Linked DNA regions of Sus scrofa: region 2 is linked to region 1. The links are chromatin contacts, called in public HiChIP or PLAC-seq maps. All regions are on one chromosome and are shown on one strand. Each heading gives the region's core, a stretch centred on a gene start, on an enhancer-like site or on the middle of the called end of the contact. The rest is flanking DNA. Distances are from core to core; before and after follow the strand shown.

What was found. HiChIP or PLAC-seq counts read pairs in DNA pulled down with a chosen protein or histone mark.
Region 2: a contact with region 1 is called in an H3K27ac HiChIP or PLAC-seq map of skeletal muscle. The contact joins the enhancer-like site here to the promoter of KIF1B in region 1. A contact is called at or near these places in 10 of 47 Hi-C or Micro-C datasets (alveolar macrophages, brain, embryonic fibroblasts and 6 more) and 2 of 2 datasets of contacts at active chromatin or transcription factors (alveolar macrophages and skeletal muscle).

What each region holds. Positions count from the first base shown.
Region 1 is chr6:70,492,199-70,497,711 of Sscrofa11.1, reverse strand. KIF1B (kinesin-like protein KIF1B) reads right to left here and starts at 2,568. Exons shown (of 46, transcript XM_021095324.1): 1 at 2,220-2,568.
Region 2 is chr6:70,532,341-70,537,853 of Sscrofa11.1, reverse strand. It overlaps KIF1B (kinesin-like protein KIF1B), which reads right to left. Exons shown (of 46, transcript XM_021095324.1): 3 at 2,185-2,261; 4 at 1,266-1,445. Among named protein-coding and RNA genes, the nearest start is that of KIF1B, 40 kb to the right of the region's middle. Within about 2 kb of position 3,238, at least 31 of the 83 cell types and tissues checked have an H3K27ac peak or open chromatin away from gene starts, as enhancers often do. A contact at or near this core is called in alveolar macrophages, embryonic fibroblasts, retroperitoneal adipose tissue and 2 more, where this site is marked.

The DNA of each region.
Region 1 (5,513 bases), core at 1,319-3,818:
TTTTAAGTCTTAGAAATATTCCTTAATTAGAACATGGAATTTAAAAGACATTCTGTATTTCTCTCACATTAATATAATGCAAAAAACACTAGTTTATTTTGAAACCATTTTTTTTTTTTTTTGGTCTTTTCTTGTTTTTTCTAGGGCTGCACCCACGGCATATGGAGGTTCCCAGGCTAGGGGTCCAATCGGAGCTGTAGCCGCCAGCCTACGCCAGAGCCACAGCAATGCCAGATCCGAGCCGCGTCTGCGACCTACACCACAGCCCATGGCAACGCCGGATCCTTAACCCACTGAGCGAAGCCAGGGATGGAACCTGAAACCTCATGGTTCCTAGTCAGATTCGTTAACCACTGAGTCCTTACAGGAACTCCCTTGAAACCATTTTTGATTCAACCAAGTTTTAAAAGAAAAGCTTAATGATAAAAATAAAAAATAAAGTGTTAAGACTTTTCTTAGAAACCCTTCTCTGAAAATGTTTAAGTAGTTCAACTTAAGTTATGGGAATTTATCCATTAAGAAATGGAGTTTGAATGAAAGCAAAGGGCGCAAAGAAGGTGGGCATGCCACCCGCTAGGGCCTGTCCATGTCTAGGATGTAGGAAAAGACAGATTTATAGGCTCCCACTGAATTCAATTATTGATCATATCCAGATCTTTCTCACAACGCAAACACGTGTGCCACCTTCATATTCCATTCTTAAATGGTACATTACCAGTTTCACTTGCCTCATAATCCAAGAGTCATACCAAGTTAATTAGAAAGCATCACCTTGCTTTTTAGAGAACACAAACTAAGATTTTATTATGACTATGCTAAGCTGACATAATGCCAGCCTTTAAATAAAATATCCACCATGATATCACCTCTTAAGAGCTATTCAAATCCAATCACTATACTTTCATGGGGGCTCAAAGAGATCCATCTGAGACACAAAGCAACATGTTCAGTATCAGCAGAACAGCTGCCTAGAACAGTAAAAGATACGTGAGCAAGAGATCTGTTGACAATCTAATTTCAGCTACCTCGAGATGCCACAAAGATGACAACCTGCGTCCTCAGAAATACTGCTGCAGGCCACTCTCATCATCCGAATATTCCCGTTTACTTCATCTCTGCATGCTGAGCTACTCTGAAAAATCTATCCATCCGATGCAATATACTAATTCAAGGCCTCCATTCTGGTAAACTGGCCTTAGCGATCCTGAGACCTGCCTCTGTATTTGGCATCCTCGGCCCTCTGCACCCATAGCACTGGCTACAGACGATGAACGAAAACACGGCATTTCATCCCCAACAAGAATGGAATCTTAAAGGCACTTTACCTTGGAAGTTCAATTAGCAACTGATCGAGGAGTTGAAGTGTTTTGGGAGTACCATTCGGGTTTTAGGGCCTGGGATGTTTTGTGTTGCATGAACAATGACTAGCTTGCTGGAGCAGCCTCCCAACCCCCACAACTTGGCTCTGGTGCGGCCAGTCACCCTGAAAGCTGCCAGGGCTGTCACTCGGTGCCTTCCAGCAACCGGACTTGGCTCCTAAAGGATTTGTCAGATCATCCTCCCAATATGGCTGCCGGAGTAATCCCGGGCCGCCGAACGCCGAGACCACCCCGGCCTGCCCGCCGCTGGCCAGCATCCAGCATCCAGCGAGCCCCCTCCCTTTCCATCGCGCTGCTCTCTGGTCCCCGCGCCATCGGCTCCCCCCTCCCACGCGACGCCCGCTCCCGCCTTCATCTGGCAAAAGGGCGCAACCACATTCCTAGCCGAAGCCCCGATGCCGATCATAACGGGGAAGCGGGGATGGGGGAAATCAGGCAGGGGGGGCTTCAAAGCCAAGCAGAGCCGCAATGTGCGCAGAGGGCCCAGGGAACGCACGGCCCGCGGCGGCTCAGCTGCCCGACCGCTCCGCACCGCCGGAGCCTCGCGGCTCAGGGGGAGCTGAGGGCTAGTGCGGGGCACTGCGGGGGACCCAGCAGGCCGCTGGCCCCAAGCCCGGGGCTCGCCGCCGGCCCCGGACGGCCCTCTATCCCCGAGGGCGAGGCTCCCCCGCCCCGCCCCGCCCCGCCCGGCGCCCCGCTGGGGCAGCGCCCTCACTACCGGCCGCTCCGGCCCGGAGCTTCCCCCGCTCGGACCCCACCCGCCCCCCGCCCGGCCGCCCCTCCCCCCGGGCGGTCCCCTCCTCAGGCCGGCTGCGCAGCGTCAACCGCCGCCCGCCTTACCTCAGCCGCGCTGCGGACCGACGGGCAGACGGGCCGGGTCAGCAGGCGCCGCGGCGCGCGGGGGCTTGGGCAGCCCGGCACCGACGCTCCTCAGCGCGAGCAGCGGCCGCCGCGAGCAGCAGGGCGCCGCTCGGCAACCCCATCACGCAACGGACCAGCCCCGCATCGAGGGCCGCGGCGGCCGGAAGGCGGGAGCGCAGAGACCGGGACACGAAGACGGGCCGGCGGTGGCGGTGGCGACGGCGGCGGCGGCGGCGGGCGGAGAGAGGCTCTGACTCGCGCTGGCGCCTCCCTGGTCCGCCGCCGTCCGACTGCCCCGCGTCTGTCCTCGCGAAGCTCCGCCCGCAGTCGCCGGCGCGGGACACCGCCCCGAGCCCGGCCGCCGCGCGTCACCTCGGCCCGCCCCGGCGCCTGCGACTGACGTGGGCGTCGACCAATCGCAGGGAGAGCCGGAGATGCGAGGCGGTGGGAGAGGCGGAGACCGCAGGACGCCCCCTAGTGGCTCGGAAGCAGGAGCGGGTGCGGGGGTGCGAGGATGCGGGGTGGGCAAAGGCGGCGCCCACAGTCCCCTCCCAGGTGACCCCCGAAGGGCGTCAGTCGGCGGGAGCCGCGCCCTGCTAACCCGATGATCCGCCTTGTAAGGGGACAAAGCAAGGCTAAGGGAGGCGGAGCGGGACTGTGGGGGCCAGACGCCTGCGGGGGAGCAGAGATGAATGTGGGAGGCGGCCGAGTCTGGAGTCATTGTCCATTTGGAAAACATCTCACCCGTTGAAGCCGTGGAACACTGCGCAGTGAAACACGCAAAGGGATGAGTGTATTATCCCGCAGAAAGCTCCCCGGCCTATTCTTATCCAGCCCGCAAACACCTCCCACACGCCACCTTGGGAAAAAAGGCAGAATGAGTAATGGAAAAGCATGACTTAGTGGGCATTCAACTTGTCTCCTTGGGAGACCGAGTAAGCGCCGTGAGTAAAGGAACAAAATGCTTTGTATCGCCCCGGAATTAACCAACCGAGCTCCCTTCTGGGAGATGCCCTTGAAGGAGGGTTTTTGGAATTCAGAAACCCAAAGAACAGAAGCACCCTGGTAGCAATTTTTTAAAATCAGATTTAGATTCTGCTCAAAAGAAAAGCCCACAACTGTTCATGAGAGGTCCAATTCAGTACTTAACAAAATATTAATTCAACAGTAATTTGTGCAATTTTCATGCCAAGCACCACTGTTTATAAGGCGAAATGCTTTTTGATTTACTAGCAGAAATTGAAAGTAAAATTTAATTTTTTCCTCCTGAATTCAATACAGTATTGGATGTTAAAAGCCTTGTTTATAAGTACAAACGCTAAAGCATCAAAGTTAATTTTTTACACTAATGATTTTGGAAAATTTCCACTCCCGCTTAAGTCCTTATACTTTCCATCCATTCGACGTCTATTGAATATTTCTCGTTTCGTTTAGAATTTTGGGGGGTTTTTTGTTGGTGGTGTTGGTTTCTTTTGCTTTTTTAGGGCCGCATCCAGGGCATATGGAGGTTCCCAGGCTAGGGGTGGATCGGAGCTACAGCTGCCGACCTATGCCACAGTCAAAGCAACTGCCGATCAGGAGCTGAGTCTGCAACCTACACCACAGTTCACAGCAACACCGGATCCTTAACTCACTGAGCGAGGCCAGGGATCAAACCTGAAACCTTGTGGTTCCTAGTCAGATTTGTTTCCGGTTTGCCACACTGGGAACTCCTTATTTAGAATTTAAGAACTTCACCTATTCATAGATGGATTTGACATAGCTTACAATGAAGCATACAAGCAATAAAACTGTATAGCATTAAAGTAGGAGTAAAGTTAATAATAATTTTTAAGTAATAAAAGGCTATATGGGGGACTGTATGAATAAGGGGAATGCATAGAAAGAAAAGTAATATTAAAAAACAGAGTTGGGAGTTCCCGTCGTGGCGCAGTGGTTAACGAAGCCGACTAGGAACCATGAGGTTGCGGGTTCGATCCCTGCCCTTGCTCAGTGGGTTAAGGATCCGGCGTTGCCGTGAGCTGTGGTGTAGGTTGCAGATGCGGCTTGGATCCCGTGTTGCTGTGGCTCTGGTGTAGGCCGGAGGCTGCAGCTCCAATTGGACCCCTAGGCTGGGAACCTCCATATGCCTCAGAAGTGGCCCTAGAAAGGGTAAAAAGACAAAAAAAAAAACCACAAAAACCAAAACAGAGTCAAGGCAAGGTGCCCCCACTGAGCACAAAGCTCAGCTCCTAGTTTCCTGAAGGACAAGACAAAAATGAATTACAGTGGAGTTCCCTGGTGACCTAGTGGTTAAGGATTCCATATTGTCACTGCTGTGGCTGGCGTTCCTTCCCTGGCCCGGAAACTTCCATATACCACTGGTGTGGGGAAAAAAATGTAATTATAATGTGTTAATAAACAGAAGCTCATCGATTCATCAGTGGACACCAACTTTTTTCTTAAAAAAAGATCCCTTTGCATTAAGTACTCTGATAAGCACCATGGAGAGTTACAAAAACCTGGATGGTAGTTAATATTATTTGAGCTCGCAGTAGAGCTCAAATTAAAAAGAATCTAAAACAGTGAAAGAAGGGACAAAGAGATCAGACTTGTGGTTGCCACAGGGGAGGGGGTTGGGAGAGGGATGGAGGAGGTTGGGGTTAGCAAATATAAGCTATTATACATAGAATAAGTAAACACAGGGTCCTCCTGTATAGCACAGGGAACTGTATCCAATATTCTATGATAAACTAATGGAAAAGAATATTTTCTTAAAAAGGAATATATATATATATGTGTGTGTATGTATATGTATAACTGAATCACTTTGCTGTGCAGCAGAAATTAACACAACCTTTTAGGAGTTCCCTTCATGGCTCAGTGGTTAATGAATCTGACTAGGAACCATGAGGTTGCGGGTTCGATCCCTGGCCTTGCTCAGTGGGTTAAGGATCCAGTGTTGCCACGAGCTGTGGTGTAGGTCGAAGACACAGCTCAGATCTGGCGTTGCTGTGGCTCTAGAGTAGGCCAGCAGCTGTAGCTCCGATTGGACCCCTAGCCTGAGAACCTCCACATGCCGAGGGTGTGGCCCTAAAAAGAAAGAACGACAAAAAACAAACAAAACCAATCTTTTAAATCAACTGACTTCAATAAAAAATAAATAAATAAAACAGTGAAGGGAATGTGGCTGTAATCAACCCTAGACAAATTAAGCAAAAGCACACAGAGAAGGGTCAATAGAGGCCAATAAGGCTGGTCTTGGTTTCAAGACTAAACTAGCCGGCTCTACCT
Region 2 (5,513 bases), core at 1,989-4,488, 39 kb before region 1:
TATGGTGTAGCTCAACTACAGCTCAGATCCTGCATTGCTGTGGCTGTGGTGTAGGCCAGCAGCTGTAGCTCCGATTCAAACCCTACCCTGGGAACCTTCATATGCTGAGGATGCAGCCCTAAAAAGCAAAAAAAAAAAGGGCACTCTTTCTAAAGGTGACTAAGTCACAACTCTTCTCTATTCTCAAACAAAACAAAGACTAACCGCTCTTTTAAAAAAAATCTCAGGTTGGGAGTTCCCATCATGGTTCAGTGGTAAAGAACCTGACTAGCATCCATGAGGATGGTGGGTTTGATCCCTGGCCTCACTCAGTGGGTTAAGGATCCAGTGTTGCCGTGAGCTGCTGTGGCTCAAATCCCTGTTGCTGTGGCTGTGGTGTAGGCCGGCAGCTGCAGCTCCAATTCAATTCCTAGCCCGGACATTTCCATATGCCACAAGGGAGGCCCTAAAAAAAACAAAACAAAACAAAACAAAACAAAAACTCAGGTTGTTCAAGCTTAAAGTGGTAGCGTTCATTTAATAAGATAAAAGGAAAGGCATTCAAAAAACAAAAATAGGAGTTCCCATCGTGGCTCAGTGGTTAACAAATCCGACTAGGAACCATGAGGTTGCGGGTTCGATCCCTGCCCTTGCTCAGTGGGTTGACGATATGGCGTTGCCATGAGCTGTGGTGTAGGTTGCAGACGCGGCTCGGATCCCATGTTGCTGTGGCTCTGGCGTAGGCCGGGGGCTACAGCTCCGATTGGACCCCTAGCCTGGGAACCTCCATATGCTGTGGGAGTAGCCCAAGAAATAGCAAAAAGACCAAAAAAAAAAAAAAAAAACCCAAAATAATCACATTGTTAAAAGGTGATCTATATATGAACTTGTGGGAAAAAAAATCAGATCAACAACATCCCTAGGTGTCCCCAGGATACAGAACAGAGACTGGTACATACTCTCATTTTTTAAAGATGCTGGTAACATTGTTCAGAAGGTAAAATAACATGACATTGGATATATAGCAGAACTGTTACAGAAGGTCAATTTTCCCACCTTTAAAGACAAACATGAGTACATATCAATCTTGTCTACCACACTGATAGCTCCTCTGACGGAAAGGAACAGGTACTTTATCTTTATGTGAAAGGAATAGGTACTTTATCTTTGTGCCTCACATACAGTAGTCCCTGAATAAATGTTTGCTAAATAAAAAAAACTGAGAAAGAAACCGAGGACTAAGCGTAAGAACAAATGTTTTTCATTGTTTTCTTTTTTGTTTTTACCTGTGGAATGATGCCAGCCTGGCTTTCTTCTTGTTTACCCATCATTGTATAAGACTTTCCAGCGCCAGTCTGCCCATAGGCAAAAATACAGACATTATATCCCTCGAAGGCATGTAACAGCATCTCCTTTCCAATGTCATTGTAGACCCGATTTTGAGACGCAAAACAGGGATCTTCCGGCTATAAAGATCAAGAGGAAAAAGAAGTGGTGTTTTATTCATACTCCTTCCTATGCTTATTCAAAACTTCTATAATAAAAGTGTTTAGAATCAGAAGAATCAACTAAATATTTAAGTCCCCCCACATATATTTTTCTCATTAAACACACACACACACACATGCACTATTAGAGACATCCAGGTCATCTATACATAAAAATATCTACATGAAATTATCTGATGTGATTAATGTAGTTTCATTACATTTCTATGGCCTTGAAAGTATCACTCTTATACTCATAGGGAGCTCCAAGAAAATTTTCCTAAGTGGAAAACAGGACTGGAAGATCAAAGATCAAGTCCACCAATAAAAATATTTCTTTGAATTTGCTCTACGAGGTGTGGCTATTTTTCGCAATAAACACAGTCTTCAGTGATGAATGTTTTCCAATCCCTTTCACAGGCCTTTCCCTTGGCAATCAGGCTTTGCAATAGTTTAAAACATCTCCTAACACAAAACAGGGGGAAAAAAAGAACAAAAACAAAAAGCATAACAAAGAGATGCAGAAGCAAACTCTAGGAACAATCCCTAGAAGCCAGCAAGATTTTGGGGTCCTTTGGGGTGAGGGTATACTGTGAAGGGTCCTACTCTTCATTTCCCTAGATGTTGGTGATCTTCGCCTTCCTTGTGGACCCGCAGACTCTTTCAAAATGTTTAAACCCCACACTGTTCTACTACACAGTTCTGTGAGAACACTCACCGAGGTGTGAGACCAGTAGGAGTAGTCAAAGCTGAAGGACTTTGGAGCTTCCTTTGGGTTCTTTGGGTTAATAATACCTAAAGGATGAAAATGTTTTGATTTCATAAGTCACTCAGTTAAATGTTCTTTAATTCAACATGATGTTATGTTGGAAGCTCAAAACATCCAAATCAGTAATTTTGTACCACTGAATCTGAACAGGGCAACCAAAACCCCAGAACAATCACATTTTTAATAGGTAGGACCTATATATTGAACTTGAAAAGAATGAGACCAACAACATTCACTAGATGTTGTCAGGATTTACAACAGAGCCTGGTACATAGTAGGTGCTCAGGAAATACTTTGAGACTGAATCTTAGGTAAGTTAGCAGACCAAATTTAGAAATGGGCCATGTTACTATTTCAAGATACTTCATAAGGCCAGAAATATTTCAAGACACCAGAAATAAAAATCAGAAAATTATTCAATTTATCCAAACACTATGTGAAACAAACTCCTTTTACCTACTTAAGAATGCTTCATTGGAAAGTTTTATTTTTATTTCTGAAGTCCACAGCTGATAATAACTAATAGATAAGTTATTACATATATATATATATACACACATGTGTACATACATGGATGTGTGTACACACTAGAATCACAGACCTCTAAATCATCTGCAGAAGCTCATAAACAGTAAAATTGCTTTTGACTGAAAAGTACGAAGTCTCGTCGCCCATATTAGAAGTGATCTGTGGTGTGATTAATCCAGTCACATACTTCAGGGACTGACTGAAAGCTGGGGCCTGGCTTCCCTTCCTCCCTCACCCACATGAAGCTTTAGCACTTCATATTTCACATGGAATAGGATCTTTAAAACATGTGGTCATGAAATCTTCTCAAAGACCATGCATCTCAACCAATCCACTTCTCTAAGGCCAAGACCACGTCCCAGGCTATCAGTGAGATCAGGATTAAAAAATAAATCTGTCCCGGGCAGCTGCTGCTCAGGACACAAATAGCAACAGTTGCTACGGTGCTTAGTTCTCTCTGGCTGGATTCCACAGGGTATGGCCACACTTATGTTCCAACCTCAAATGCTGACAGAGTATTAATAAGGCGCACACTGCACATAATCATGTGACAAGAAGACATAGTTCCAGAAAGAACATCTCCCCCCACACAAATGGTAACCTAAGCAAAGAAAGAAGTAGGCTTCTAAACAAAAGGCGCTACCTATGGAGATTTAAAGAACAGTCAGCATTCATGGAGCACTTACTCTGAGCTCTAAGTACTTTCCGAGCATTAACCCATTTAATCCTCCCAACCACTCAATGGCAGATGTTTCACTGTCCCCATTTTACAAAGAAACCATCACAAAGAGGTTAAGAAACTTACCCAAGGCTGTGGAGCTAGCTAGTGGCAATTCAGGATGTGAACTGGGAGAGGCTGGCTTCTGAGCCCAGTCACCCACCATGTAAATACTCCCTATATGCGGTGATCACCAAGGCAGACACAAGAAGGCACTTCTATGTGTAGGCACATGTTTATGAACCCCCGAAACTGTACCGCAGGCATTGTTTAGAACTCTCCTTACCCATCTGAAACTAGGAATTATTAGAATTATATAGTTCCTAAAAGATGAAAGACCACACACACCAACTCCACCAAGAAAAGGAAACTGATATCATACTTTGTGAGCCAGATTCCAGGTTTCAGTGGCTCAGCAATAAGGACAATAACAAGATGTATAATATGACCCCTAAAGTAGTCTTCACCACTCAAAAACAGGGTTAAAATAAACACTTTCTAACCTCTAGGAAATATGCTGTCATCAAACTTTTAAGCCATACCTCATTCGTTCTTTTAACTACTCACTGCCAACACCGATTCCGCCAAGACGACTTAAGAAAGAGCTAGTTTTTAGATCCTACCCTTCTGTTCTCTTTTACCTGGTAAAGAAAAACTACACCAGTGAGTAATTTCCTAGATTCACATGAAATCCTTTTCCACTTCCTTAATGTACTCTTCTATCCCAGATTGTTGAGACTTCTGAAACTAATAAATTTTCCTAACTTCCAGCTTCAAAACCAAGCTGCCTTTAATTTTTATCTATTTTTTCCTTCCTGCTATTATTTATTTCATTCAGCACCTGGATGTATGAATTCATTTAACAAACTTTCTTCTGGCACATTTGCTGTGTATTGTTAGGTACACAAAGAAAGATCAGAAAGATACATCCTCCTGCTGAATAGCATTGAGAACTTTGTCTAGATACTCACGTTGCAACAGAAGAAAGGGTGGGGGAAAAAATGTAATTGTAATGTATACATGTAAGGATAACCTGACCCCCTTGCTGTACAGTGGGAAAATTAAAAAAAAAAAAAATTAAAAAAAAAGAAAGATACATCCTTTGTTTTTCCTTCAAATTTGAGTTTTTAAAATTTATTTTTTATTGAAGTAACACAGATTTGTAACACAAGTTTCATGTTTACAACATTATATTTGTACTTTTGCATATTACTACACCAAATAACTGCCTCCAGACAACAAAATCCTTTCTTTTTTTTTTTTTTTTTTTTTTTTTTTTTTTTTTGTCTTTTTGCCATTTTCTTGGGCTGCTTTCATGGCATATGGAGGTCCCCAGGCTAGGGGTCTAATCGGAGCTATAGCCACCAGCCTACGCCAGAGCCACAGCAACGCGGGATCCGAGCCGCGTCTGCAACCTACACCACAGCTCACGGCAACGCCGGATCGTTAACCCACTGAGCAAGGCCAGGGATCGAACCCGCAACCTCATGGTTCCTAGTTGGGTTCATTAACCACTGCGCCACGATGGGAACTCCCTCCTTTCTATTTTAATATAAGTAAATCAGAATATAATTTTTAAAAGCTATTTTATATGCTATGTCAAACAAGATGAAATTTATCCACACTATTTAAAAGATTTTAATTCCTAAATGAAAGATATTTCTTTAAGACACCTTGGAAAAATGCAAAATTCAATATTCTTATTACTTGCCTTGGGGGAAAGTACAAAGACTCAGAATCTATGGGTAATTTCTATGTTAGGATGGGTAATAGTTACAGGATCATTTGTTTTATATATATATTTTTTCTTTGTTTCTTTCCTTCTTTTTTTTGGCACCCTGAACCAGGGATCACATCACAGTTCAACCTAAGCCACAGTTGTGGCAACATCGGATCCTTTAATCCACTGTGCCAGGCCAGGGATCGAACTTACATCCCAGCCCTCTCAAGATGCCCCCAATCCCATTGCTCGACAGAGGGAACTCCTGTTTTATATTACTGTTAATATTTATATATACATTGCATTATCTTG